7 separate regions of the Mus musculus genome follow, and all the other regions are linked to region 7. A link is a contact called in public promoter capture Hi-C data. All regions are on one chromosome and are shown on one strand. The core of a region is the stretch at or near the end of the contact, and the rest is flanking DNA. Distances in the headings are between cores, read along the strand shown.

Region 1 (4,251 bases), core at 121-2,620, 690 kb before region 7:
GTGGCAAGGGATATAGGAAGGGTACTGCAGAGAGTATGAGTGCAGGAACAAAGGTCTGAGGTATGAGGGCACAGAAGTAGTCAGAAGACATGGGGAAGCCGGGGAGATTACAGTGGAGTGCTGGGGTGGCTGGTCTTACAGACAGAGGTTGAACACAGTCAAACATTAGGCCTTCTAAAAGCATCTGCTTTCATTCCAACAACAACCAGAAGCTGTAGGAAAGCGCTCTAAGCAGCTAGCATCTGGTCATATACCCAGTGAAGCTGCATGCATACTGTGTGATGGCTGAAATGGGAAGGGCGATAAGTCACAGGAAAACACGACAGTGAGTAGATTTGAGGGCCACTGCTGTAAAATTGGCAACAGGACTTTAATCTTTCTTTTTTCCTTTTTTTTCTTTTCTTTCCTTTCCTTTCTTCTTCCTTCCTTCCTTCCTTCCTTTTTTTCTTTCTTTCTTTCCTTCTTTCTTTCTTTCTTTCTTCCTTCCTTCCTTCCTTTTATCTTTTCTTTTTCTTTCTTTTGTAGTCTATCATTTTGATCATTTTTTGTGCACACTGGCTTAACTCTCTCCTCTATTGAAAGGACTTCTCTGACCTCACAGTGAGGGTTAGGAGCCTTTGTTGGATGTTCGACACCCCTACTACATTCTCACACTTCGTGCCTTTCACACATTACATATCCAAAAACTGTGAATGAATGTCATTTATTAAACCGAATGTGTGTGTCTTCCGACATGCCCTGAGAGGTAGTCCTGTTTTGCCTACCTGCCGGCTCCAAAAATGACCTTCCAGGGTACAAGTTTTCCCAGGCGCCAGACAGAAGTTTCTTGCTCACTTTTTTCTCCTATGCCTGACTTCCTGCATGATCTCAGCCATCAGTCCGCACCCCCCTGCCCCCAAGCCTGGTCCTTTCCCCGCCCCTGTCTGGGATCTCCATCTGTAAAATGGATCTAGGCACAGTAGTTCTCGACAGAACTGACCCGCCAGCATCTGTGGAAGTCGTTGGCCCAGAGCCTGGCCAGATCTCGCCGGGCGCAGGCAGGGACGCCACTAGTCAGCGAGGGCCCTTCATGTGGTGGAGTCCTCCTGGCCCCAGGGCTGGGAGCCCAGAGGAATTAGCCTGGAAGTTTTCCATAGCGGCAAAACTTTTTGGAGCTCGCTCTGAGCTGGGTGAGGGGAGCCCCAGCCTTGATTTCTCCAGCAGCTCCATTGGGCGGAGCAGGGAAGGGGTGGGAGGACCGAGGACACCGGCTGGAGAATGTGCGGAATGTGCCAGGCGCATCTACCTACCCCAGGAGAGGGCAGAGGAAGGGGGCCGGCCGAGGGGAGGGGCGAGGGGCGAGGCTCCCAGCAGCCGGAGAAAACCTGTTTGTTCTCGGGCGGGCGGAGCCCAGTCCGTGCCTCTTCGTTGCCCCGCGCGCTTCCCACTGCGTACCGCTTCCCGCGCCCGCTGACGCGGCCCGGCTGGGTTCAGTGCTGCCCACCCGAGGGAGCCCGCGCACCACGCCTGTCCGACCCTCTGCCCGTCACACAAGCCGGGCACCTGTACCAGGTAGGGTTGTTGAGTCGCCGTCCTAAAGAAGTGGCTCGACCACCGGGAGGCTACAAGGAGCACCCAGTTCGTGTCCTCCTGGACACAAGCCAGGGCCTCAGTTTCCCTACCAATAATTCATACTCGCTCCAAGCATCCCTCTTCGGAATCCCGTCAGGGAGGCAGTGCCCTCGGTTTCTGCTTTTCACCGCGAGTGAAGAGACAGGCAACGTTCCTCAGAGTGTCCAACAAAAGCAGGTGGCTCTCTGGCTGGTCTAGTCCCTCTGACCTACTCATTTGTGGATGAGACCGATTGTTAGTAGACTGCCAGCGGGGATGGGGCAGGGTGAGCCTAGAATTGGTGTGTTGCAAGCATCACAGAATTCCACATCCTTAGTAAAATGTGCCCATTTTATAGATGAGGAAACTGAGGTACAGAGGCAAGCTTACTCAATAATCCCCTCACTGGCCTGGAGCCCAGAGCAAAGGGACTTAATGGTGGTTTGTGATAGACATGTACTGGTCACTGGGCGACCTCAGGGCTGGGAAGGGAGCTGCTCATACTCAGACAGAAGGCGCCGAATCAAGTGTCACTGTGGTGTTATCAGCGGGATCTGCTGTGCACAGTCTCTGTAACTGGATTGTTTGTGTGGGAGCAGGGGAGAGCCAATAGCCTCATCCTCTTTGCAACTGCTTAGTGATAGCTTGGCCTCTGAGAAAGGTTGGAAACGCAGATCCTCCTGTCGGCCATGCCACTTCCTTCTGTACTGTGGCACCTGGCAGCTCCACTGAGTAAAAGGAGAAGCCTATCAGGCCCACCTTCCCCTCCAAGGCTGTGGAGTCTATAAAGTATGTTGGGAGTTGTGTTCTCCACAAGCCATTGGTACTGACTCTTGACATTAAGGTAGGTGGTGACACCTGCTCTTGGTCTTGTCTTGCTCTCATGGTTCTTTGGATTTCTAGTCATGGGCAGGAAGCAGGTTTCCACAGGCTGATAAACCTGAATAATGGTGAGGGGCTCTGAACTGGAGAGCTGCAGTAGGAAGCTTATGAAGTTCTTATTTTCCCATGGCCTCAACTGGCTCTTCTGCACAAACAGTGCCAGTTTGGGTGGGTGCCAACAGATCTCCAGGGTACAGGTACAACTTACTGGAGGCCTTTCGAGAATGTGCTGTCCATCGCCTTCAGCCCACTCACTACAAGATTGGAAGGAACAGAACCATCCCATCAATTATCAGTGCTGACCGAGGCTGTGCACTCAGTGGAGCAGAACTGATAGAAGGTGCCTAGGTCAAAGCTAAGTACACAGCAGATGCTCAAAATCTGTTCCTTTTCCTCCTCTGGGCACTCATGAGTCAGTGACAAACATGGCTCATGACCACAGAGGGTGCTGCAGCTTTGAAGGTGAAAAGTGTTAGCCTGGATCATGGATGCAACCCAAGATGGAAAGATTAGGAAGGCTCCCTGGAGGAGGGAACCTTTGAAAGTTGAGCAGGTCAAGAGGGATAGGAGAGAAATCAGCCCTTCATTTTACCAAGAAGTCTCTAGAGATAGGTTACTCCAGAAAGAGCTGCCATCTGGATGGTAATAGGACAAAACCCTCCCAACTTAGTGGTGAGAGTAGTGGTCCCAGGAACAACTAGAATGTAGCAACGTCCTTCCTCAAAGTGCTTTAGGCCTTCTAAGACCTGGTAGGGCAGGAACTCTGGTTTCCTAGCGCTCGGGACCTGGTTGAGGTGGGCACTGGTACCTGTTCCCTGAACTGTGTTCAGTTGTGTGCCAAGAAAACACCCCCAATTTTGGCTTTGATGCAGAATCCTGTTTGATGAAAGCCAGAAGCCTGCTCTTCTCCTTTCTCATTGAAGCCTCCATATGTGATTTATCCCTTTAGTTTAGATGTTGCCTCAAGCCATACCCTATATTGTGCTGGGTCACACATAACACACATTTTCTTTCTGCTTGCTAAACACTGAGGCCCCCTTCATTGCCAGCCCTATAGTGACATGGAACAGGATCATTGATGGGGGTCTGGGGTGTGGTGCTGGGAGAAACTTCTCGTATTACACTACAGACTTTGGACACCCATGGTGGGTACTTGGCCTGGGTGCAGACAACTTGTCTGGCTTCTTTCTCCCAAACTAGGCCCCACTTCACCTCTTGCTCCCACGGCCAATGAGGAGGCAAATACCATCCTAGGTTAAACACTGTCCTTGTATCAAGGTGCTTGAATACAAGGTGGGAAATCAAAACCATAAGAGGTTGCGTGGTATGCTCAGGCCTGTCCAAGTGGATGGTTACTTAGGCTGGGCTCTGAACTCAGTGTGGCCTCTGGGCCTTTCTCTTACCCATGGTGCTGGAAAGATACTATCTTCACTGACCACACACCCTGCTACGGGCGATCTGTTGGATAGTTCCTCCTCCTGATCTGCCGTCAGTTCCCTTAGCACACGGCCCTGGTCCTGGTATCAGCTGGTTCTCCATTGGCATAGCTGGTGTCAGTTCATTTTTCCCAAAGAGAAACTGAGGCACAGAATGGAGGCCCTTTACCTTCTCTTGTGGATCCACGTGAAAACATTTGGCAGGTCTTTTCAGCTCACTGTCCCTGCTAGGATGACCAAAGTAAAAGGGTGTGGGCAGGGAAGAGGGAGGGGGTCTGGGTAGAAAAGAAGCTGGAAAACGAAAGACCCAGAGGCCCTGGGCATGTTGTTCTCCAGGGCTTAT
Region 2 (4,180 bases), core at 1,608-4,107, 680 kb after region 7:
CAGTGGTTCAAGGTCATCCCAGCTATTTAATGTGTCTGAGAACAAGCTGGGGTATATGAGACTCTTATAAAATAAAAGAAAAATTGGAAGAATGAAATGATTTTTTCGAGACAGGGTTTTTCTGTGTAGCCCTGGATGTCCTGGAACTCACTCTGTAGACCTGCCTGGTCTTAAACTCAAAAATCCTCCTGCCTCTGACTCCCAAGTACTGGGATTAAAGTCATGTGCCACCACGCCCGGCTGAATGAAATGATTTTTAAGTATTCAACAATTACATTAAATTGCACCACATATATGCCTATTTCAGTGTTTAAAAATTATTTTTTATGCACAAGCCGGGTTTAATGGTGAATGCCTGAGGTCCCAGCAGCACCTGAAAGTAGAGATGAGGATAAGAAACTGAAGAGTTTGAGGCCAGCCTAGGCTATGAGACCCTTTCTCAAAAAATAAAAACAACTTGGCTAGAAAGAAGGAAAATGCACTATAGGTGAAAAAAAAATCTTAAGAAGAATTATAATGCTAAACTTAAAATTTTTATTTATTTGGTGTTTGTGGTATGCATATGTGCAAACACTCTCCAAGGTCAGAGGACAACTTGTAGGAGTTGGTTTTTTCCTATCACTTTGTAGGATTCAAACCACCATAGCGCATGGAATTTTAATTTTCCTGTATTTCTGAAATTATCCTCATTCACTTTCTTCTAATATATTTTTACAGTACTGGGAATTGAACCAAAGACTTCATACATTTTAAATGAATACTCTTACCTTGTACTAACAAACACCTGAGCCGGGCAGTGGTGGTGCCCACCTTTAATCTCAGCATTTGGGAGGCAGAGGCAGGTGGATTTCTGAGTTTGAGACCAGCCTGGTCTACAGAGTGAGTTCCAGGACAGACAAGACTACACGAGAAACCCTGTCTTAAAAAAAAAGAAAAAGGGCTGGCGAGATGGCTCAGCTGTTAAGAGCACTGACCACTCTTCCAAAGGTCCCGAGTTCAAATCCCAGCAACCACATGGTGGCTCACAACCACTCGTAATGAGATCTGACACCCTCTTCTGGTGTGTCTAAAGACAGCTAAAGTGCACTTATGTATAATAATAAATAAATCTTCGGGCTGGAGTGAGCAGGGACTGAGCAAACGGAGTTGACTGGAGCAAGCTGGCTGACCGTAGCGAATGGGGTTGACCGGAGCGAGCAGCGGTCCTAAATACAATTCCCAACAACCACATGAAGACGCAAAACCATCTGTACAGCTATAGTGTACTCATATGCATAAAAATGAATAAATAAATCTTTTTAAAACAAAGAAAAGAAAAAACAAACAAAAGAAACCACCTGAATTCCAGAGCCCCTCCTCCAACACAAAATAAAAACCAAAGAAAATTTAGAGGCTGAAAATAAGCTCAAATGCAGATTAGCAACATAGCTTTATTTTCTTCAGCAACAAACATTGAAGCACCAGACCAAATGGCTCCTAAGTGCCTGAGGACCAAATCAGGAAAAAAATATTAGGCCCCCACATTTATGTAGTAGTTACTATTTCTAGAATCTTTTCCCTAGGGAAAATTGTATTGCTTAGGAGGAGACGGAGATAAGGTCAGACATGGGTCCCCAGCCAGGCTTAACAGGAAACTGGGGGCCCAAAGAGCTGTATGGTGTTCACCACTAGGGAAAGCTGGTCAAGAAAGTTGATGATGGAAAGTCGGAGGAGGCGAGAATCTTCCGCGATCCAGCGTCTAAGAGTGAGGAAAAGAACATCAAATTCAAACTGGTAGTTTCTACCCTTATTTCTTTCCTTTTATTTATTTTTTTTTTTTTGGAAATAGATAGAAAATCTCTCACTATGTAGCCATGGTTGGCTTAGGGATTGCTATGTGGATCTGGCTGGCCTGGAACTCACAGTAATCAGACCATCTGCCTTTCTCTTGGCTCCTACCCTTTCTTCATCTGTCAGGCATCCACTGTACTGCAGGTAGAGACTAGACTGGTCCAGTGCATCATGCCTTTCCTTAAAAATCACTCTAGTGTGATGATGTCTCTGAGGAAGTGCAGCCTAGGGTGGAGGATGGCCCAGACACCTACCCAGCATCCTAGACTCTTTCAACACTTACACCTCCAGCATGCAGCCGCTCACTTTAAGCTCCTTCCCTACCAGTCCTCGATGTGGTTCGACATCTGGAACTAGGGACCCACAGGCGATTTCTGCCTCCAAAGAGGTCGGGAAAGGCACGAAGAGGGAGCTGGTAGAGACTCAGGAAAGGCACCATCTTGAATCAACTTTGCCTCCTTACCCCTCTAAAATCATCGCATCTGGTCTAAGCTCCCCAGGCTATATCTTCCACATTGCTTGGGCCATTCCTGCTCATTTCCCTCCACCCTGCTGCCCCTCCTCTGTTGTCAAGGAACTTTTCATGCCCAGGCCATACCCCAATCAGCGGGTCCCTCTGCTTCCCTCCTCCCTGCTTTTTTTTCTTTTCTTTTCTTTCTTTTTTTACCCTCCTCCAGACTACCCGCTTCCCTGTTTCAAGCATCCCGCAGATATGTCCATGTCCGGTAGGATACAATCTGTGATGTCGGGTTCCAGGCCTTTGGGTTAAAGGCACCATGCTTTTGCTGGAATTTCGGGAGGCTTCCAGTGCTCTTGCAACAGGGTGAGCTCCACTGGGAATAACTGCCTTTGTGCCTGCATTACCAGGACAACAGCGGCTAGTCTGACCATCGGCGCCATCTGCAGTGTGGCTTAAACCTGTGTGTGCTGTCTGCATGTCTGCTGCTGTTCCTCCTTTCAACCCACCTTCGCGTTACCAGCCCGCCGCCTCTGCCATTGCTGCGGCCCAGAACCCGCCTTATCCTCCGGAAGCTCCGCCCCTCGCACAGGCTGCCATTCCACACGCGCCTGCGCGAACGGGGAAGGTGGTGGGGCCGGGGAGGGGCGAGGGGCGGGGGGGGGGGAGGGAGGCGGGGCGGGGAGGAGCGGTGGGGGGGGGGGGTGGGGGTGGGCAGGAGGACTCTCCAGGGATTTATAGGTTGATCTGGTCAGCTTCTGCCTCCAAAGTGCATCACCATGCCAAGTTGTCCCTACAGTTTCCTAAAAGGGACCTAAGGTGATATTTTCTAAAAAACAAAACCACAACAAAAACCAAAACACTATCAAACCAAAAAACTGTCAAGTGGCCTGGTGTGGTGATGCCTGAAGAAATCTTAGCATTTAGGACCATGGTTCTCAATCTGTGGGTTGACCCAAGTTGGGGTCACATATCAGATATCCTGCATATCAGATATTTACATTACAACTCATAACAGTAACAAAATTACAGTTATGAGGTAGCAATGAAAATAATTTTATGGTTGGGGTCACCATAACATGAGGAACATATTAAAGGGTTGCAGCATTAGGAAGGTTGAGAACCACTGATTTAGGAGGTGGGAATAGTTCTTTGCTTAAGTTGGAGGTCAGCCTGATCTACATAACCACTTCTAGGCTATCCAGACTTACATATTTATATCATCTCAAAAGCAGTCACAAAACAGAAAACCCCATCAACAAACAAATGAAGTGAAATGAGATTTTGAGTATCAGCAAGCAAGAGGTTTCTTTATTTTTCCAGATAAGTTCTCTTAGCCAGGGTTACATGCCTTTAATCCCGACACTTTGGAGGCAGAGCAGGTGGCTGTGAAGTTGAAGTCAACCTGGTCTTCATAGTGAGTTCTAGGACAGCTATATAGTGAGGCCCTGTTGAGGGTGGTGGTAGAGGGATCGGGAAAGGAAGGAGAGAGGGGGGACAGAGAGGACAGAGAGGAGAAAGAGGAGAGAGAGACTCTATGTAGGTCTGGCTGTCCTGGAAGTTGTTCTGTAGACCAGGCTGGCCTCAAACTCAGAGATCTTCCTGCCTTTGTCTTCTGAGTGCCAGGATTAAAACACAACCCTCACCCCAGCTAAATGTATTTATTTTTATTGTATGTGTTTGAGTGTTTTCCCTGTTTGTATATAAGTGCACCTACTGTGTGCAGGTCCTGGTATCTATGTGAATCCTGTAACTGGAGTTGTGGGTGGTTATAAACTGTCATGTGGGTGCTGGGAACTGAATCCAGGTCCTTTGCAAGAGCAGCAAGTTTTAATTACTGAAGCAGCTCCAGCTCCTCTCCTTGAACACCTTCAAAAGCCCTGAGATTTTCTT
Region 3 (3,790 bases), core at 232-2,731, 660 kb after region 7:
AGTGACACACCTATTCCAACCAGGCTACACCTCCTAATAGTGCCACTCCCTGGCCCAAGCACATACAAAGAAGTAAGCAAACAGCCCAAAGAGGAAAACAAAAAAATGTGTCAGTTGATGAAAGAATAAATAAAATGTGGCTTACCCATGCAACAGGATATTATTTGGCCCCAAAAGGAAGTCTTGATCCATGGTACAACTCTGACAAAACCTGAAAATATTAAAAGAATGAGTCGACATAAAAATATATTTATATTGTATAGTTCCATTTATTTGAGATATCCTTAAGAGGCAACCCCACAGTCAGTAAGGACAGAGCGTTTCCCAGAGCTTGGGTATATATATATATGAGGGGAATTGAGACTGATAGCTAACTCCTACAGAGTTTCTTTTAGAAGTGATGAAAATGTTCAAGAATTAGATGGCAGAAATGGTTGCACATCTTTAGGATTATATTAAAACGCCACTGAATTGTCTGTATACATTAAATACAGGACTTATATGAAAACTGAATTATATCTCAATAAAGCGGTTTACAACGGAAAAAAAAAGAGGCTAGAAAGATGGCTCAATGGTTAAGAGCACCTGCTACTGTACTGCAGCTCTATGGTGTCTAATGCTCTCAGATGGTCTTCTTGGGTGCGTGCGCATGCACACACAAAGAATAACTGTAGCAGTGGAAAATACTTGTATTCCAGAACATGGGAAGGTGAAGCTGGAGGATCACTGTAAGTTCAAGGCCAGCCTGGGGTACAGTAGGAGGCACTATCTCAACACAACATGGAAAAAATGCAGCTGTGATGGCATAGACCCATAATGATCCCAGTATTGGGAGGATGAAGCAGAAGGGTAGTCAGTTCGAGACCACTCTGTACTAAAGGGAAAATAAATTCAAGAAAAAAAAGAGAAAGCAATGGAATTAAATCCCAGATTCAGCAGATTCAGAGTCATGGTGACTTGCTGAGGAAAGAACTAGGTGAAAATGGCTATAAGTTGCAGTACTCCAAGCTTCGTGGCGGGTATTAGCCCACCAGTTTATGGATCATTGGAGAAAGAGCCCTGAGTTAGGGGGCAATCTTTGTTTGTGCGGTTTTGTTGGACCGGCCAAAGCAATATCTTGCAACAGTAGCAGGTGGCCACGGGCTCCTGGAGGCGCGCACTCCAGGCCCAAGGGGGTGTGGCGCGGCCGCGCACAGATTCCAGGGTTGCTGAAGGCAGCAGGCGGGGAGCTGGGGGTGTGGAGAGGCCCGCGCCTAGGACTCAGCCATTGAGCAAAGGGGGCTGTTCTCAGGAAGGGATCCCCAGAGACCCATGAGAGGCTTGCTTCTTGCACTAGAGTCCTGGGCCCCAGGGCCTAGCGGCCTCCCCCAACCGCCATGCGCTCTGCTTCTTAGGGCCCCGGCCCGCCCTCTCTGGGAGCCCCCTCCCGGTGTGGTGGTACGGTCCGGGTTTAAAAGGCCCAGGCGGCCGCAGGCCAGCCCAGTGTGTGGGCGGCGGCGGTTGCAGATTTTGCAGCGTGCGAGGCGAGGCTGCGGGGCCAAGCGAGGGGGGCGGCTGTTGGGCACGGGGCGGGGGGGCACGTCCACGTGGCCACGGGTGGCCACCCCGAGTCAGTCGCGGTGGAGGGACAGGTAGGTGGTCGCCATCCTTAAAGCCTGTGCGCCAATAGTCTGCTGGATGGCAGAGGTTTCAGACAGCCTGGGGGTCCAGATGGTTTCTGGGGTCAGGCCCTGTCCCTCCCTACCTCTCCAGACCAGGCTTGCCAAGCACTCCGTACCCTGAGCGGGAAGAGACAGCCAACTCGATCATAGTCCTATTGGTTGATAGAACCCTTTTGTAGAGGAGGAGCAGCATCTCTGAGCATTGCTGTAGCCTCTGTATTGACTAAGGTATCTGCGGGTCTGCTCAGGGTGCCCCCATTGGGGGCAGGACTGGTTGGGTTCATGGCATAGAGGGGAGCATTGTGGAAGAGCGGGCTGTGGACCTGCATATTTATATGGAGCTTTCCTCATCATCGCGCTCTTTGCTGGCAGGACTGTAGCAGAGGGGCTGGGTGCGACTGTGATGCTTGAGGTTGCCACTTAGAGGTGGGGGCTGGGGTGGGGTCTTGGGCTGCCAATTACCACTTTCCAGGTCTCCTTTCCAACCTGTCCCGGCCAGTTCCTAAAATTTGGCTTTTCTGTAGAGTGTAGAAGAGGTGAAGGTAGGGTGCAGTCGCTTTTCTCTTTTGCTTTCCTTTCTTCTCTGGTTGTTGCATGAGGGGTCTGGGATGCAGACCCGACAAAAGAGCCCCAGAGCGCTGATCACTCTGAGCTGAAACTTGGCACTTTCAAGCTGGAATTGCTCCATGTTCTAGCAAATGCTGGCTTTTCTTTCTCTTTGCTGTGGCCCCCACCCCCCACCCCATTCTGAGTCCCTCCTGTGTCTCTTGGGAATTGGGCACTGAGAGGGTAGCACTGAGCTCTGCCCCATTAGTTACAGAGACACTGCTCTGCTGTCTTTGCAGCCTGGGGCTGGCTGGGTGTGGCCCGGGGGGTGAATGCCAGCATTGGCCCTATTTGTTTAGGGGAAGGGGTAGTACTCCATAGCCTTAAGGCTTCAACTGTATTTGAGGATGCTGGTTTCTACATATAATACTTCTGGGACTCTCAAAAGTGGGTTATACCCTTCTGCCAATATCCCTCTCTGACTAACCTTTGGCTCTTCAGGGAGAGCCACACAGGCCTGGCAGAGCATTTGTCTGCCTGTGTCTGAGCAAAGCTTGACTGATGTCTGTCTCAGCGAGAGTCTTGGCTTTGTGTTGCAGTGGAAAGGCCAGACAGCAGACTCCTGGATAAGCAGCCAAGGCCCTCAAAGGGAGAAAGCACCTGAGGCCATGAGTTGGAGATGTAGTGGCACTGAAACCAGTCTCAGGCCTTAATTCTCCAGAGCTTTGCTCTAGGACTCCTGCTAGCAGTGCCACTAACAGAGAAGCACCCCTGACCCCAACTTGTGTTTGTTCTCTCCCTGCATTTCCTAGTGTGTAATGTTAGGGTCCCAGTTCTGGGAGAACCTTCCATTCCATCTTTTCTAGCAGCTGACTCTGATGCCCCCTTGGGTGTGGCCCAGTTGAGACAAGGCCTCTTGGCTTCTTTCCAGTACAGGAGTGGGAGATGATTGATGGCCTGCAAGCTTGCCTGTGCTTGTCACTCATTCATTTGCCCTATTAGAGGCCCCTCCCCTCTTTCAGCCTCAGTCACCATCTGGGGCTTTATCATGTTGGATGAGTTGCCTGCCCCTCGATAGCACTGAACCTGGCCTGCCAGGTTCACTGGGTCAGACAGGGCAGAAGGAGGGAGAGTAGCTTGGGCCTGGGGCTGATTTGCACTTGCTGTCTCTCCTCAGGCCTGTCCCTCGTTACAGCTGCTGGTCATGCCCACTGTCTGCCTTCTCCCATTGCTATTCTTCACCATAGGAGGGTGCCTGGGTAGCAGCAGGCCATTTCGTACCTTTGTGGTAACAGATACCACTCTGACTCACCTGGCTGTGCACCGAGTGACTGGGGAGGTGTTTGTAGGTGCCGTGAATCGAGTTTTCAAGCTGGCTCCAAACCTAACTGAGCTACGGGCCCATGTCACAGGGCCCATTGAGGACAATGCTCGCTGCTACCCACCTCCTAGCATGCGTGTGTGCTCCCACCGCCTGGTGCCTGTGGACAATGTGAACAAGCTGCTCCTCATAGACTATGCAGCCCGTCGTTTGGTAGCTTGTGGCAGCATCTGGCAGGGCATCTGCCAGTTCCTGCGTCTGG
Region 4 (3,826 bases), core at 53-2,552, 630 kb after region 7:
TAGATTATTCATTGATTCCAGAATCCCAGCTCTTACTGTGTGTGGAACCTTGTGGAACCATCTGATCCATGTCAATGTGTCTCCTAGATCCAGGCCTTCAATGTGACTGGTGAACAGTTCTCCTATGCTAGCGACTGTGCTGGTTTCTTCTCTCCGGGCATCTGGATGGGTCTGCTCACCACCCTCTTCATGCTTTTCATATTCACCTATGGTCTGCACATGATACTCAGCCTAAAGACCATGGATCGCTTTGATGACCACAAGGGCCCCACCATCACTTTGACCCAGATTGTGTGACATACACCTGAGAGGAATTGAGGGAGTATTGGTGTCTAGGTTGTCATGTTTCTGTTTTGTGACACAGTGGATGGAAAGGTTTGTCCTCTTCCTACTATAGCATGAACCCTACATACGCCACCCTCAGTCTCTCTTGCTTCCTCTTTAACCCGGAGAGGGACTCCCCTGTGGCTATCCCCCATCTCTACCAACAAAGTGTATTCTTCATAGATATTAGATAAATCTTCCAGGCTTCATCATCAAGAGGGGAAGGGACCTTAATTCTAGGGTCTCCCCTTTACCCTCTCTCCTTATTTATTCTTGCCCCTCTGCTATTATTCCTTGCTGTTTATAGTGCTTTTGTGTAGTAAATGCTCACTCCCCAAGCTTTATGGAGCTTCCAGCAACAGCCATGAACTTGAGGTTCCTTGAATTTGCGAGGTGTGGAAAGACTACTTGACTGTCTGTCCAGCTTAGCTGTTATGTTTTTTGGGGGGGAGGGGTGATGTGTTAAGAGTGAGTGGTACACTGGGGTTTATTTCTGTGGCCTGGGAAGGAAGAAACCATCACGAGGATTGGTGAACAAAGTGTGCTCACTGGGTTTCTGGATTATTCCCATAAAGACTGCCTGTCAAGAGGCCGGAGGTGTGTGTGGGGGGTTGCTCTGTTGTTTCCTTCCTAATAAAATAAAGACGTGTTGCCTTGTGTTGGGCTTCGTGTCACTCATTTCTGCACTGAACAGTAGATTTTTTTTTCTTGACTGAAGGGAAGAAGTGCTCAGATGTAGTCCAGTCATGCAAGAGGTGAGAGAGGAAGGGTGGGAGGGTCTTCAGTAAGCTGATACTCTTAACAAACCTACTTAGAGTAGAGGCTTGTTACTTTTCCTGGCCTTGGGAGGAATCCTGACAATGGTAGCTCCGCTACTGTGCAACAACACACAGCAGGGCTTCCATACCTTGTGTTTCTCCCAGGGGGCGGTACGGGAGCGCGCGGGGCGGGGCGGGGCGCGCGCGGCTCCCGCGCAAGGATCTTTCGGAGGACTCAGCACCTGCTGCCGGCCTGCCCCGCCCCGTATTTTTCTGGGCTCACGAAGAGCCCCGATAACCCCTGCAGTCATTCTGGTGCTGGGACCCAGGTGACAGAAGCCCTCCCAGAAAACAAGCAAGGAAATGATGACTGGTTGGGCGGGGCGGGGCCAGCGGAGAGAGAGAGGGACTCATTAACGCTGCGTAGGGATCAGGAGACAACCGACAGACGCCATCTTTGGTTCAGTGCGGCGGCAGTGACAGAAGCAGCGGCAGGGGCAGCAGCAGCAGCGGCAGTAGCAGCAGTAGCAATAGTAGAGGTAGTGGTAGCGGCTGCTGTGGTGAAGGAGGAGGAGCAGAGCGGACGCTGGTACCAAGGCCTGATCATGGATGAGGAATACGATGTGATTGTGCTGGGGACAGGTCTTACCGTAAGTGCCACTTCAGGCTCTCATAGCCCTGCATCATGCCATCCCTCCCCACCCCACGCCATCCCTCCCCACCCCACTCCATCCCGCATTGATGCAGAGTCCGGTATCCGATCCATCCTCCCATCATCCTAGCTCCAGCCCTGGGAAAACCAACCCCATGCCCAACCCACTACCTCACCCTAGGATGTCGATTCCAGTTCCCAATTCTCTGTAGAGGGCCCCACTTTGTCCTGTGTTCCTGCACTCTAGTACTTAACCTCAGACCCCTATTCTTCCCTATCTCTATCACCGAGGTGGAAAACTCACCCCCCCACACACACAGTGGAACCATTGCACCCAGCCCCCACCCTTTGCCTGAACTCATCACCTGCTCCAAGGCCTTGATTAGCATCCCTTACCATCTTGTGATCAAACTAGGGGATGGAATATGAAGATGGGTATGGGGACATTACAAGGGTGGGCCCTCATCATGCTTTTCTGCTTTTTGGGATGGGATAGGAAACCCATGGAATGTTCCAGAGACAGCAGGAGTGTGTGTGTGGGGGGTGTGGGGGGGGGGTAGTGACCACTTTACCTCTGCCCCAACTTGGTTTCCCATGGAGATCTCAGACTGAATATATATCCTCAGCCTTTGTCCTTGGGTTAGTGACTGACTGGTGAGGGTGTTTGTCTCTTCCCTGCCCCCGCCCCCCCCAACCCCCACCCCCGGCCTAAATCTTTTTAGTTTGAACCCTGAGTCTAGACCAGTGGATAGGGCCAGAAGAGAGTCAGGGGCTCCTGCCCTTTGAAGGAGGAGCAGGGTGGGGCCTGGGATTTCAAGGACTTGGCCTTCTCTTTCAAAGGTCCTTTGAATTGGTTCTTCTTGTAGACTCATTGTCTTTTTGTGGGCTCAGAGAAGTAGATACTTCTCTTGGCTTGTTGATGCTGGAAGACTTGGAAGCTGAAAGCTCTGCCCCCCAAACCTCCTTTAATGCTCCAGTAGTTTACTCAGCAGGGTTGTAAAGGAAACATCATATGAAGCCATCTTCTCCTCCCCAGTTTTAGGCACTGAAAAGAGCTGCATTATAAAATTGGTGGTGGGCATGAAGCAAGTTGGAGGGTTATGGGGTATAGCTGCAAATGTCACTCCTTCCCCAGGAATGCATCCTGTCTGGCATCATGTCTGTGAATGGAAAGAAGGTGCTGCACATGGACCGAAACCCCTACTATGGGGGTGAGAGCTCTTCCATCACACCCCTGGAGGAGGTAAGATTTCTTATTCTTAGACCTGGGCTTAGACCCAGATCCTTGTTAGTCTTCCACATAGGTATAAGGGGGCGAAGTAATTCTCAGGTACTGGGCAGGAGAGTGGGAAAGGGCGACAGGTCCTTGACATTTTTCTTTCTTTCCTGTCCTGCTTACAGCTATATAAGCGCTTTCAGATACTGGAAGGGCCCCCTGAATCAATGGGCCGGGGCCGAGACTGGAATGTTGACTTGATCCCCAAATTCCTCATGGCCAATGGTGAGAGAGATTAAAAAGATGCTGTATATGGTTTTGGGGGTGGTGAGTGGGAAGACGGAGTGGGGAGAGATTGGTCAATCTCAAGAATATGGTCAGTCAGACTACTGAGAGTTTTTGAAGGAAAACACAACAATGTCCCTTATTTCCTCTGGACACAGGTCAGCTGGTAAAGATGCTACTATATACAGAAGTGACTCGATATCTGGACTTCAAGGTGGTAGAGGGCAGCTTTGTATATAAGGGGGGCAAGATCTACAAAGTGCCATCCACCGAGACTGAGGCCTTGGCTTCTAGTGAGTATGAGTCTCCTTAACCAGAGAATAATGGGGCTGGATGAGACAGACTATTTTCAGGACAGTTAGGCAAAAGGCTCATCTTTGCCTGAAACTAATCTTAGCTCTGTGTAGTCCTAGAGGACCCTTACTTTATAGTGTATTGATTGGACAGTGCTACCCATCCTGGCAAGTTGCCAGAAAGTTCACAGAACAGGATTCCTTTTTGTCAGAGGGCCTACTTGCCCTGTAGCATCCCTACGTGGAACTAGAAGGGTTTCTTCCTACAAAAAGAAAATTGAGATCAAGAAGGGTGGGG
Region 5 (4,133 bases), core at 748-3,247, 580 kb after region 7:
CAACAGCAACTCTTCTTTTTTAAAATTTTTTTTATTACATATTTTCCTCAATTACATTTCCAATGCTATCCCAAAAGTACCCCATACCCTCCCCCCACTCCCCTAACCACCCATTCCCACCTTTTGGCCCTGGCGTTCCCCTGTACTGGGGCATATAAAGTTTGCGTGTCCAATGGGCCTCTCTTTGCAGTGATGGCCGACTAGGCCATCTTTTGATACATATGCAGCTAGAGTCAAGAGCTCCGGGGTACTGGTTAGTTCATAATGTTGTTCCACCTATAGGGTTGCAGATCCCTTTAGCTCCTTGGATACTTTCTCTAGCTCCTCCATTGGGAGCCCTGTGATCCATCCAATAGCTGACTGTGAGCATCCACTTATGTGTTTGTTAGGCCCCGGCCTAGTCTCACAAGAGACAGCTATATCAGGTTACTTTCAGCAAATGCTTGCTAGTGTATGCAATGGCAACTCTTCTTCATTAAGCACTTTGTATGTGGTCAAAACTGGGGTCCACCTCCTCACCATTGCCTACTTTAAACTTCCATAGAGAAGTGGCCTGTGAACTTCACTAAAGTGTCATCAGGTCAACCTAGAACTGAGCAAAGTACTCACTATCACTATCACTTAAGACAACCTGTGGGTTACAACCCCTCTGGCAAACCTTGTCTCCAAAAATATTTACATTATGACTCATAAAGTAGCAAAAATTACCATTATAAAGTAGCAACAAAAATATTTTGTGATTGGGAATCACCACAACAGCATTAGGAAGGTTGAGAAGCACTGATTTAAGAGATCAGGCATCCTACACACTTTTTCTACGCGTACCCCTTCTTCTAGATCTCTCCAATAAAGGGCAGCCTACCTAGATCCACATGACTTTGTGTAGAATATAATGGTCATGGTCACTCTTCAAGGCAACCTTTCTCTGATCCAGATCCTTAGTAAGCCTCCATCAATTCCCATGGTTTGCCTCTAGGCCAGCAGTTCAGAACCTCTGGGGTCGCTATCCCTTTGGATCTCACATATCAGATATCCTGCATAACAAATATTTATATTTTAATTTATAGCAATATTGAAATTACATTTATGAAGTACAACACAATAATTTTATGGGTGGGGAGTCACCACAACATGAGGAACTGTATTAAAGGATTGCAGCATTAAGGAGGTTGAGAAATAGTGCTCTAGGCTTTGTACACTTGTCTAGGTCTCTAAGGTCACACCAAGCTTAGAGACTATTCTACTCAGCCAGAGAAGACCTCTCCCCCCAGAATTCCTCAGGGCCCAAGGTAGAACAGTGAGTATGGCAGGTACAAGGTGTACAGATCTACATGCATCACAGGGCAGGCAGGCAGGCAGGCAGGCAGGCGCCCTCTGATTGTGTGCATTGGCATACCCTGGACCTTTGGAAAGCTGCTTGATCCTGTAGTGCTGGTGGCCACTTGGCCCAGTGCTGGCCCCATTTCCTCGCGAATGGAACTAGGCATTAGAGAAGACGACGGTGGGAATGGGCCTGTGCAGGTGTGCAGGCCAGGGTCATGGAGACTGGGAAGACCAAAGGAGATGGGTAGGGAGTGCCAGGGCTCTGTGGGTGTCTATGTTAGGTGATGAGAGCCCTGTCTGACAGCATACAAAGAGCTCTCAGCAGCGTTAGGCGCTCTGGAAGGGTTCGCTCTCAGGATTGCTTTACACTGCTGTGGATCACACTGTGGCTGAGAATCCTAGGCACTGGAACACCGGGGGAATAAAATCAGGAATGAAGCCAGTAACAAAAGTATGTGAGATCTCACAGGTTGGGAAATCTCACAAGCCGGTTTTGGTCAAATCACTTGCCTCATCCCTAGTAAGTTGCGCTCTAAAGCATCCTCTAGTGAGGTCAGCCAGCTCCGCCCCTCGGCGGCCTAGCTCTCAAAGGAAGTCTCAACCGCTGCCGCACGAGTTCTGAAAGCTCCGCCTTCTCCCTGTTCGAGCCAATCTCTCACAAGCGTTACGTTTCTGTTTGCCAGCCCAGCCTGTTCCCTCAGCTAGACCGGTCTGCACCGGCCGTTCTGGCTAGTTTGGGCCTGCCCTGAGGAGCGCGCGCAACCTGCGTAGCCGCGGCTGTGACGCAAATGTGACGGCGGCGTGACGCGCCCACAGCCGCTCTTGAGGCTCTGGCGCTTCTTCTTCTAGGCTCCGAGCGGTTGGTTTCTTGGGCCCTGTCTGTAGGCCCCGGCCGCCCCTGGCGTTCAACACCGCTTCCAGGTGCCGGCCTTGTCTGCCATGGACGACTATGCGGTTTTGTCCGATACTGAGCTGGCCGCAGTGCTACGCCAGTACAACATCCCTCATGGGCCTATTGTGGGTATGCTGCACCCGGTGGCGCTCAGAACCTCTCTTGGTCCACTGCTTTCCCGCGCTCCTCCCTGAGCGTTCTCCCCACCTCTCCCTCCCCTCAAGTCCCCTCCCCGTGTTCCCTTGTGCTCTTGGGGTGCTCGGCTCACGCCCTCTGACCGCTTCGCACCCTGTGTCTGGGCAGGTTCCACTCGCAAGCTCTACGAAAAGAAAATCTTCGAGTACGAGACCCAGAGAAGGAGACTCTTACCCCCCAACTCGTCATCTTCTTCATTCTCCTATCAGTTCTCAGGTGAGCCCTTAACTGCAGAGCCCCAAAGAGCAGCTTGGGGCACACGTCTTAGGGAGGGAGGGTGTGGCCGAAGCTATTGAGGGAGTAGGGGGAAGGCTGGAGATCGAATGGTCCTGTCCCTCCTCCTTCACATGCAGACTTGGATTCAGCCGCCGTGGACTCAGACATGTATGATCTGCCCAAAAAAGAAGACGCCTTACTTTACCAGAGCAAGGGTAAGGCAGGTATAGGGTGGGCACTGATGTTTTTATCCCATGCTTCCGGGATTTGGGCACAGGGAAACCCCAGACCTCCCTCACCTCCTTGTACCAGTTCTCAGTGGCTTCAGAGGGGAGAAACTGACACAGCACACACAGGCTGGGGAGGGAGAAGAGGAGGCCAGTTAAGGGGCACCACTTTTTCCTCTACCACTGTTTTCCTCCCCAAGACTATAATGATGACTACTATGAGGAGAGTTATTTGACCACCAAGACATACGGGGAGCCTGAGTCTGTGGGCATGTCCAAGAGCTTCCGCCAGCCGGGGACCTCACTTGTAGATGCTGATACCTTCCATCACCAGGTGAGTTGGCTGGTAGGTATACCTGGGGTGCAGCCTTAGGGAATTCTAGGTTTGGATAGGTGCAGAGAGTGGATCTTAGGCTTTCAAATCTGGTTAGGGTCAGCATACAGCTGTCGGGTTAAAAATTCTATGTTGGAACCTTCAAAACTATTGGATTTGGGGATGCTCAGCAGAAGAGTATTTACCTATGGTTTCATCTCCAGCAGCACATAACAAATGTTTTGGGGTTTTGGCTTTTTTAAAAGATTTAATTACTTTAATTATACATATGTGTGGCCAATTTTTGTTAGTTTGTGGGTATTTCCCCCCCCCCACTTCACCCCCAGTAATGAAAAATTCCCAGAATTCCAAATATCACACAATTGTAGAAACTATCTGAAACTCACAGAAACACACCTTTGCTAAAAGCATGAGGCAACTCATAGTTAGCTGCTGTGAAGCAGCCCCATATTCCACACCTAAGATTAAAACAAAAACATATTCTTACAATATTTCTGTGTTTCTTAAAAAAGCCAAAATTCCAGAATTCTCACATACATGTCTGTGGGTAGTATGCATGAGTGCTGGCACCTACAGAGGTGAGAATTGTCATATTCCCACTAGAGCTAGAGCTACAGGTAGTTGTAAACTGCCTGATGTGTGTGCTGGAAATTGACCTCAGGTACCTAGGAAGAATAATATGTGCTCTTAACCAGTGAACCACCTCTTCAGCCCACAAACTTTTTTGATCAGAGAATATGTAACAGCTCCTGCACTCTAGTAATTAATCTACGATATAGATTTAAGCCTCCTGAGAATCCAGGGGAATAAAAGGATGCTGGAACAAAGTCAACAGGGTTAGTAACTGAGCAGCAAGGCCCCACAGATAAAGAGGCTCCACATACTCAGAATGGGGGAGGGGGGGGCAATTTTCTGGTCCCTATGATATGATTAGAGCAGGCTAGCC
Region 6 (3,652 bases), core at 727-3,226, 700 kb after region 7:
ATATGGTGGCTCACTCCTGTCATCCCAGTATTTGGGAGGTGGAGCCAAGAGAATCAGGTGACTAAGATTATCCTTCAGTTATATAGCCAGTTCCAGGGCAGCCTGGGAGACTTGATAGTTCATTTCCAAACAAAGCAAATCAAATAAATGGCTTCCTGGGGGGGGGGGGGGAGAGACAAAAAGACTGGCCAGATGAGAACAAAGGGTGCTGATTGGGCCAGATCCAGGTCTTTAAAGAATAGAATAAGGGTGTCTAAGTGCCATTTGCCAGCTACAAAGTTTTAACAAAGTGATATGTGCAGTAAGTGAGTTCCAGAACCAAAGGCTGCTACTGACAAGCTGTGGCTACATGTCTTGTTTCATTTGCCCTATAGTTATGAGATGGAAGTCCTGTGAGACACACACCCCTGCTTCTCAGGGAAGCTATAGTGGGACTTCAGTAGGAATACAGTGAGGATACAATAGGTATCCACTGAGCAACCTTGTCTTTTTGTTTTTGTTTTGAGACAGGGTTTCTCTGTATAGCCCTGGCTGTCCTGGAACTCACTTTGTAGACCAGGCTGGCCTCGAACTCAGAAATCCGCCTGCCTCTGCCTCCTGAGTGCTGGGATTAAAGGCGTGCGCCACCACGCCTGGCCATGAGCAAGCAAACTTCTCTTGTCAGAGCTCCCTGGTCTCAGAATTTGAGCTCTTATATCTGTTGCTACATCTGAGAGTCTCTGCTTAGAGTCTTCTCAATGTATTACCCTATCAGAGTCTTTTTGTTTGAGACAGGGTCTTGTGTGTGTAGTCCTGTTGGCCTGCAATTCACATGTAAACTAGGCTGGCCTTAAATTCTCAGAGATCTTCCTGCCTCTATGTCTTATGTGCTGTAATTAAAGGTGTAGGCTACCACATTCAGTCCTGTTGTTGTTGCTGCTGCTGCTGGTGAGACAGGTCTTCACTGTGTAGTCTTAGCTAACCTGGAATTCACCATGAAGACCAGGCTGGAACTCAGATCCACCTGCCCCCCAAGTGCTGGGATAAAGGTGTGCACGACCTACCAGAGTTTTAAACTTACAGTGAACCTCAGTATTTCTAAGGGTAGAGTAACATGGGGCGAAAGGAGAGGTCTGCCTCCTTCCCTTTCTCAACTGGATAGTCAACACCTTTGTATTATCATCTGCTAGAACTGGGGCAACTTGATGGCAGTGGATATAGCAGGTTTTACATTATGCTGATTTTGAGTATGGGTCACTTACCCTGGGGGCCCTGGTCCAGCCTTGAATCTCGCTGATGAAGAGGGAGGCAGGAAAACCAGAGTAAGGTAACTAGTCAAGTAGAGAGAAAAGATGTAGGCATCAGAGTAGTGTGAGCCAGTTAAGGGAAAGACTAAGGACCATCCACCCATAACCCCATCCTACCAGCAGGACTAGTGGACCATAGTAGATCACTGCAAGAGGGATTTGGTCCCTATCCTACACTTCTGCTGATAGTGGAGCTGAAAGAGTTAGAGTAAACACACTCCAAGGCTGAGTGAGGAAGCAATACCATCCGGAAGTTTTTTTTTGTTTTTTGTTTTTGTTTTTTCACAGCAGCAAAGTATAGGGGCTGAAGAATAACTGGCAATGATGACCAGGTCTCCTCCGCACCTGACAGTTCAGGGTCTGTCAGGTGGCTAGAGAAGTTAGGAAGGGCTTACAACCCCCACGGGCAGTCTTGGGTTCTGAAGAGCCTCCACGTCACAACCGCACCCGCAAGACCTTTCGCTGGGTCTGGCCAGAGCTGGTGACCACGGACTGCGGACGGAGCCACAAGTCACCTCCCATCCTCACCTACCTGGTCGAAATCTCTCACTTGCTTCCGCGGCCACAGAGCTCCTCACAAGTAGTGGCCCGGGCCGGCAAACGCCGGCAAGTGAGGCCCGTCCTGCCCGGGCCTCGTCCCGCCCCCACAGGCTCCGCCCCACCAAGGTTCCATCCGCGTGCTAGGACTCCGCCCTCTCACAAAAGCACTCGCCCCTGGCGGGCTTGTGTCAGGTTCCCAACGGATGTGACGTTTCTGGAAGCGACGAGCTGGCCCTACCACGTGAGACCTGACTGCCTAAGTCACTGGTATTGGCATGTGGGGCAATAAGTACATTCTTGTGTGGTTACCTCCTCAGATAAAAGTGGGTGATGGGAAGATGATGTCAGAGGACATTAAACTGATACTAAATTAAAGGTCATGTGGTGATTGAAGTGATGGCTCAGTGAGTGTTTACTACCTTTTCAGGACTCTGGTTCAACTTCACATTATCTACTTAGCAGCTTGCAGCCGCCTGTAACTACAGTTCAGGAGCTTTGATACCCTCTTCTTGCCTCTGCCCATACTGGATGCATATGGTGCACATACAAACATACAGCCAAACATATGCATGTCATTTTTTAAAAGGTGACTTGTATCCAGGTAGTTCTGTTATTGCCGTATCTGCTTCTCTCTCCCCCCCCCCCTTTCTTTTTCTTTTTCCTTTTTTTCCGAGACAGTTTTTCTCTGAATATCCCTGGCTGTCCTGGAACTCACTCAGTAGACCAGGGTGGCCTCGAATTCAGAAATCCACCTGCCTCTGCCTCTCAAGTGCTGGGATTAAAGGCATGGACCACCACTGGCCAGCTTGCTTCTCTTTTTTGAGGTGTACAAAATAAACTTGTTTATCTTATTGTTTTGATCTCTTTCTTTCTTCCTTTTCCTTTTTTTTTTTTTCGAGACAGGGTTTCTCTGTGTAGCCCTGGCTGTCCTGGAACTCACTTTGTAGACCAGGCTGGCCTCGAACTCAGAAATCTGCCTGCCTCTGCCTCCTGAGTGCTGGGATTAAAGGCGTGTGCCACCACGCCGGGCTCTTTCTTTCTTTTTAATGAGCCTTGGAGACAGAAGCAGGCAAATTGCTGAGGTCAAGACTAGGTAGGTCTACTGAGAGAGTTCCAGGCCAGCTGTCCAGGGCCACACAGAGAAATTCTGTCTTTAAAAATCTATAATGAGGCTTCTGCGATGGCTCAGTTGATAAAAGCACTTGAGGCCTCTCAACACTACATGTTCAATGGAGGGAAAGAACTGACTCCTAGAAGTTGTCCTCTGACCTACATGAGTACTCATACACAAACTATAAATACACATTTTTTTTTGGTTTGGTTTTTTTGAGACAGGGTTTCTCTGTGTAGTCCTGGCTGTCGCAGAACTCACTCTGTAGACCAGGCTCGAACTCAGAAATCCACCTGCCTCTGCCTCCCAAGTGCTAGGATTAAAGGTGCGTGCCACCACTGCCAGGCTCATACACAATTTTTAAAAAAGGGTCGTTGTTCCCAAAGTTACTGGGGAAACTAGAATAAATGAGTATTGCTTTAAAATGAACCTTTTCTCAGCTATGCTAGCACTTCAAAGGCTGAGACAGGAGAATTGGATTTTTTTTTTCTCCCTGAGACAGGGTTTCTCTAAGTAGCCCTGGTTGTCCTGGAACTCACTCTGCTGACTAGGCTGGCCTCGAACTCAGAGATCTGCCTGATTTGCTTCTGAGTGCTGAGATTAACATGGTGCACCATCACCTGGCAGGAGGATTGGCTATTTAAGGCCAGTTTAGCTGGGCGTGGTGGTGCACGCCTTTAATCCCAGCACTTGGGAGGCAGAGGCAGGCGGATTT
Region 7 (3,821 bases), core at 201-2,700:
TTCTCTTAAATGACCCCTCTCCTTGTTCCTTGGATGGCTCCAGATCTTCCAGGATATATGTGCTATGAGTAACTATGAGTAACTCTTCTATGGCCTTTGTTTCTCCAGGAGGACTTTGGTTCCATGCTGGAACAAACATGGCTCAAGTTAGGGTTTTGTGATGAGCAAGCAAATACACACACACACACACACACACACATACACACACACACACACACACACGAGAGAGAGAGAGAGAGAGAGAGAGAGAGAGAGAGAGAGAGAGAGAGATCTTCCTGATAGCCTGGGTGGAGATGCTGCCCCTCCTTCCCTCACCTATCAGGCTCAATCTGGCTCTGGCTGGAACTGCTTTTCTTTCTAAAGCTGCCGGATGGCTGCGGGCTTAGCTTGATGGGATGAGCCATCTGGGGACTTTGGTGTCTGATCAGATCAAGGAATTTGGGATTGAAATGGGCACGCCTCACCTTTCTAGTCCACCCCAGGCTAGTGTTGGCCTTGGAAAATTCCCAAGAAGCTGCTCTGCTGATGAAGAGGCCTAGAAGTCCCTGAGCAGGCAGGTTACTGAGCTTAGAGGGAGGGTCTGTACATCTACCAGGCACCAGGGGGCAGCCTCACCCTATTCTTACCCCAGTATCTATAGATCACAAGCCCTACCCACCCCCACATCAGGCAAAAGGTGGACAAAAGGTGAGTTATCATGGAGTCCCCTTCTGTACCTTGGTGACAAATTGTAACTCTGATCTTCGACCAAGCAAGCTACCCTTTGCCCACTCTGGAGACAAACAGAAATTGATCACACACAAAGCTGATACCATGATCCTCAGCCTCCAGGCTGTATCTTTGAGGAGGCCTAAATGTCTTGAGACAGCTCAGTACTTCTGGCAAAGTTCCACAGAACTCTTGGAGGACGATTCCCCCCCCCCCCCCACACACACACACACACTCCAGGCCAGCGCAGGGACAGTCCTTCAGAAGGCAATCGCACAGGGCACTTACTTTGGTGCAGGGACCAAGAAACTTTGCACCTGGATATCCAACTCTCCCTAGGTCCTAATTGGGAAGTGAAGAGGAAACATTAGGCAGGCAGGACAACCTTGGTGAAGGATGGTCCACCGGGAAACGAGATTCCAGGCTAGAAAGAGTGGAGAGAAGGGAGAAGGACTAAGGATGTCTGGAGGTCAACTAGAGACTCCGTTTTCCTGGTGGTTCAGAAAAACCTGAGGGGACTTTGACCCGACCTGAGCCAGGTGATCCTGGAACGAATGGAGGTTCGGCCCACGAAAAGAAAGTGCTGGCCAGCGCCCCAGGTAGCAGCCATCCTGCTCCCAACTGGAGCAGCGTCTCCTCTAGAGGAGGAGGTAGGCGGAGTGACAGGGAGGGCGGGATGGAGGGGGAGGGGGGGAGCGGTCGGGTCGTGGGGGTGGGGCGACAGTGACATCACCGGGAGTTGGTTCTTAAGCAGCAGCGGGTCGCGTCGGGAAAGAGAGGGACAGTTGGAGTGCCAAGGCGAGTCTTTGAGTCCGCCGCGGCCCGGAGAGCGGCTGTAGCCGCCGCCGCCGGGAAGGAGGGGGCTAGTCGTACCCGGGACCACCGGAGCCGCCAGCGCCAGGAGAGCCGCAAGCGAACAGGACAGCCACTTGGGGCTGGGCCGGGGCCGCGGGCCTCAGGCCCCTTGCTCCGGCCGCCGCTTGCAGACAGTGGGCTTCCGATGCCACCCGCGACGCGCTAGGGTGAGCCTCCGGCAGGGCGAGCAGTCCTCGCTGCAGCCGCCACCGCCGCCCGAGCCGCGGGCAGGAGTCTCGGGAGCCGCCGCCGCCCGGCCAGGCTCCACCGCCGCCCGCGCGCTCCCGGGCCCCCGACACACATGAGATTCTTCAGGCTCACTTTCAAGTGCTTCGTGGACTGCTTCTGACTGCGCCGCCCCCGCCGTCCCGCACCCCTCCCGCCCACCCGTCGCCCCGTCCCCCGGCCCGGCCGCCCCCGAGGCCCCCGGGCGGGCCCGCGCTTTCGGGGCCCTCTCTCCAGGTGCCACCGGAGCCCCCTCGCCCGCCCGCCACCCTCGAGGCGCCGCGACCCCCGGCCCGGCCTCACGGCCCCGCTGGGGCCATGGCGAAAAAGAGCGCTGAAAACGGTATCTATAGCGTGTCTGGTGACGAGAAGAAGGGTCCTCTCATCGTGTCCGGGCCCGACGGTGCCCCAGCCAAGGGCGATGGCCCTGCGGGCCTGGGGGCGCCTGGCGGCCGCCTTGCAGTGCCACCGCGAGAGACTTGGACACGCCAGATGGACTTCATCATGTCGTGCGTGGGCTTCGCCGTGGGCCTCGGTAACGTGTGGCGCTTCCCCTACCTGTGCTACAAGAACGGCGGAGGTGAGTGCCTTGCCCCTGAGCATCCTGGCTTTTCATCAGGGACCAATTCCAACCCCAGCCTGCCACAGGCCCACCAGAGCAGTGGGGCAAAGTCCAGAGGGTAGGGAGGCCCGCCCAAAGCGGGTGGAGGCCATGGTGCCCCCTCACCAACCAAGCGTTCTGTGACCCAGCACAGCGGCCTCCACCCCCCTCACCGGTCATGTGCCTGGCAGTGTGGAAGAGAGGCAATCAAGGGTAGCTTCCAGATGAACTGAGGGGCTGCCTCTCAGACTTCCAGTCCAAACTGGGAGTGATTGGCCACTGAGGTGGGAAGGGAAGCCCTGCCCCCCAATGGAGGGGGCTCTAGGAGGTGAGGAGCCCTAGTTGCCCTCATGGGTCAGGCACACAAGTGACACATTGTGTGGACCCCCCCACGTGTACACATAGGAATACGTACACACACACAATGGGCCACTCTGTCCCTCCCCCACACTCTCCTCTACCCTCCCTCTTCTCCCTTTTCTCCTCTCCCCTCCCCTCTGGCCCAGGCTTGGAACACTGGGTGCTTGAGCCAGGCTTGGGATGTCTGCGGCCTGGCCCGCCTGGCGCCGCCACTAGACAGGCTTCATGCACATCCCATGCTCAGTTGCCTAAGCCCAGCTTAGCAACAGTAGTGGGTGCTTGTCTGTCCTGGGACTACAAAGCAGCACTGGATTTCTGGAGAACTGAAGCAGCTGGGTGATGGGTGAGAAACTGAGTCCCAGAGTGGAGGCCTCTGTCCAAGGTCACACACAGAAGGATGCTGGGAGCAGGAGCCCAGTAAACTGCAATTAACTCTGTCACTGAGTAGCAGAGAAAGCTGATCCTGTGCAGATAGGGTCCTAGAGAGCAGTAAAGAGGAATAGGTCAGAGCTGCAGCTGCTCAGCTCTCCCCTCTTCCTACCACTCCACATAATTGCTGGAATACTGCCTCAGCCCCTTTCCTTGATTTGTCTCTCTTTGTCCTACACCAATACCCCCATAAGCAGAGAATTGCCACCTACCCAGCTTCCTCCTGGGACTCTCATGATTACAAAGTACAGGGTAGTTGGGCTCACTGCCGTTTGACAAGCCCCCAAGCCTGAGCACCCAGCCTGGCACATATGAACAAACCTTGGCCATTCTTTCCTGTTCTGCTGCCTGCCAAAAAGAAGTGTGGCACAAGAGATGGCCTGTATGCATAAGTCTGTGTGTTTTCAATACCTGCTATGTCACCCTAGGTGTCTATAGGCTCAGAACTCAGTGAGCCAAGGGCTCCCCATGGTATAGGGAACACTGGCTAGACACTGCTGCTGTGCCTCCTCTCAACAGACCTAGAGCTCATCTGCTGGGATTGTTCACGTTGAGCCTCTGAGTCAGTGGCCACCCTTGTGCTGATTCACTCAGTGGGAAGTCACGGGACTGGGGTGCAAGCTGAAGCTGGGGCTCTGTCTGG

The links. Promoter capture Hi-C pulls out the DNA fragments that hold promoters and counts their contacts.
Region 1: a contact with region 7 is called in a promoter capture Hi-C map of pre-B cells. The contact joins the promoter of Zfp185 here to the promoter of Slc6a8 in region 7. A contact is called at or near these places in 10 of 39 promoter capture datasets (3T3-L1-derived adipocytes, the HPC-7 cell line, HPC-7-derived erythroid cells and 7 more), 1 of 115 datasets of contacts at active chromatin or transcription factors (extraembryonic endoderm stem cells) and 4 of 9 other capture datasets (adipose tissue, embryonic stem cells, liver and 1 more).
Region 2: a promoter capture Hi-C map of pre-B cells shows a contact between it and region 7, with 6 times the contacts expected there. The contact joins the promoter of Lage3 here to the promoter of Slc6a8 in region 7. A contact is called at or near these places in 4 of 39 promoter capture datasets (cranial neural crest, hippocampal neurons, liver and 1 more), 1 of 115 datasets of contacts at active chromatin or transcription factors (large pre-B cells) and 1 of 9 other capture datasets (pancreatic islet).
Region 3: a contact with region 7 is called in a promoter capture Hi-C map of hippocampal neurons, with 4 times the contacts expected there. The contact joins the promoter of Plxna3 here to the promoter of Slc6a8 in region 7. A contact is called at or near these places in 4 of 39 promoter capture datasets (cranial neural crest, hippocampal neurons, liver and 1 more).
Region 4: a promoter capture Hi-C map of embryonic stem cells shows a contact between it and region 7. The contact joins the promoter of Gdi1 here to the promoter of Slc6a8 in region 7. A contact is called at or near these places in 6 of 39 promoter capture datasets (cranial neural crest, embryonic stem cells, hippocampal neurons and 3 more) and 1 of 115 datasets of contacts at active chromatin or transcription factors (craniofacial prominence).
Region 5: a promoter capture Hi-C map of second pharyngeal arch cranial neural crest shows a contact between it and region 7. The contact joins the promoter of Emd here to the promoter of Slc6a8 in region 7. A contact is called at or near these places in 7 of 39 promoter capture datasets (cranial neural crest, frontonasal cranial neural crest, hippocampal neurons and 4 more) and 4 of 115 datasets of contacts at active chromatin or transcription factors (embryonic hindbrain, large pre-B cells, memory CD8 T cells and 1 more).
Region 6: a promoter capture Hi-C map of liver shows a contact between it and region 7, with 2.5 times the contacts expected there. The contact joins the promoter of Slc10a3 here to the promoter of Slc6a8 in region 7. A contact is called at or near these places in 6 of 39 promoter capture datasets (the 3T3-L1 cell line, the C10 cell line, cranial neural crest and 3 more) and 1 of 115 datasets of contacts at active chromatin or transcription factors (large pre-B cells).

What each region holds. Positions count from the first base shown.
Region 1 is chrX:72,985,969-72,990,219 of GRCm38.p6, forward strand. It overlaps Zfp185 (zinc finger protein 185), which reads left to right and starts at 1,371. Exons shown (of 19, transcript NM_009549.3): 1 at 1,371-1,551.
Region 2 is chrX:74,350,761-74,354,940 of GRCm38.p6, forward strand. It overlaps Lage3 (L antigen family, member 3), which reads right to left and starts at 2,858. Exons shown (of 3, transcript NM_025410.2): 1 at 2,565-2,858; 2 at 2,114-2,242; 3 at 1,402-1,738. The coding sequence starts at 2,767. The coding sequence ends at 1,624.
Region 3 is chrX:74,327,585-74,331,374 of GRCm38.p6, forward strand. Plxna3 (plexin A3) reads left to right here and starts at 1,482. Exons shown (of 33, transcript NM_008883.2): 1 at 1,482-1,631; 2 at 3,385-3,790. The coding sequence starts at 3,412. It overlaps Gm39520 (a long non-coding RNA gene), which reads right to left and starts at 706. Exons shown (of 4, transcript XR_878127.3): 1 at 586-706; 2 at 146-211.
Region 4 is chrX:74,303,710-74,307,535 of GRCm38.p6, forward strand. Gdi1 (guanosine diphosphate (GDP) dissociation inhibitor 1) reads left to right here and starts at 1,303. Exons shown (of 11, transcript NM_010273.4): 1 at 1,303-1,732; 2 at 2,870-2,977; 3 at 3,136-3,235; 4 at 3,394-3,528. The coding sequence starts at 1,688. Atp6ap1 (ATPase, H+ transporting, lysosomal accessory protein 1) reads left to right here. Exons shown (of 10, transcript NM_018794.4): 10 at 88-1,012. The coding sequence ends at 297.
Region 5 is chrX:74,252,690-74,256,822 of GRCm38.p6, forward strand. It overlaps Emd (emerin), which reads left to right and starts at 1,998. Exons shown (of 6, transcript NM_007927.3): 1 at 1,998-2,344; 2 at 2,519-2,626; 3 at 2,764-2,841; 4 at 3,054-3,187. The coding sequence starts at 2,263.
Region 6 is chrX:74,371,373-74,375,024 of GRCm38.p6, forward strand. It overlaps Slc10a3 (solute carrier family 10 (sodium/bile acid cotransporter family), member 3), which reads right to left and starts at 1,977. Exons shown (of 3, transcript NM_145406.2): 1 at 1,819-1,977; 2 at 1,242-1,310. Gm44504 (predicted readthrough transcript (NMD candidate), 44504) reads right to left here and starts at 1,977. Exons shown (of 6, transcript NR_103489.1): 1 at 1,819-1,977; 2 at 1,242-1,310.
Region 7 is chrX:73,671,683-73,675,503 of GRCm38.p6, forward strand. Slc6a8 (solute carrier family 6 (neurotransmitter transporter, creatine), member 8) reads left to right here and starts at 1,451. Exons shown (of 13, transcript NM_001142809.1): 1 at 1,451-2,368. The coding sequence starts at 2,107. Gm32261 (predicted gene, 32261) reads right to left here and starts at 2,620. Exons shown (of 3, transcript NR_166888.1): 1 at 2,347-2,620; 2 at 997-1,132; 3 at 1-126.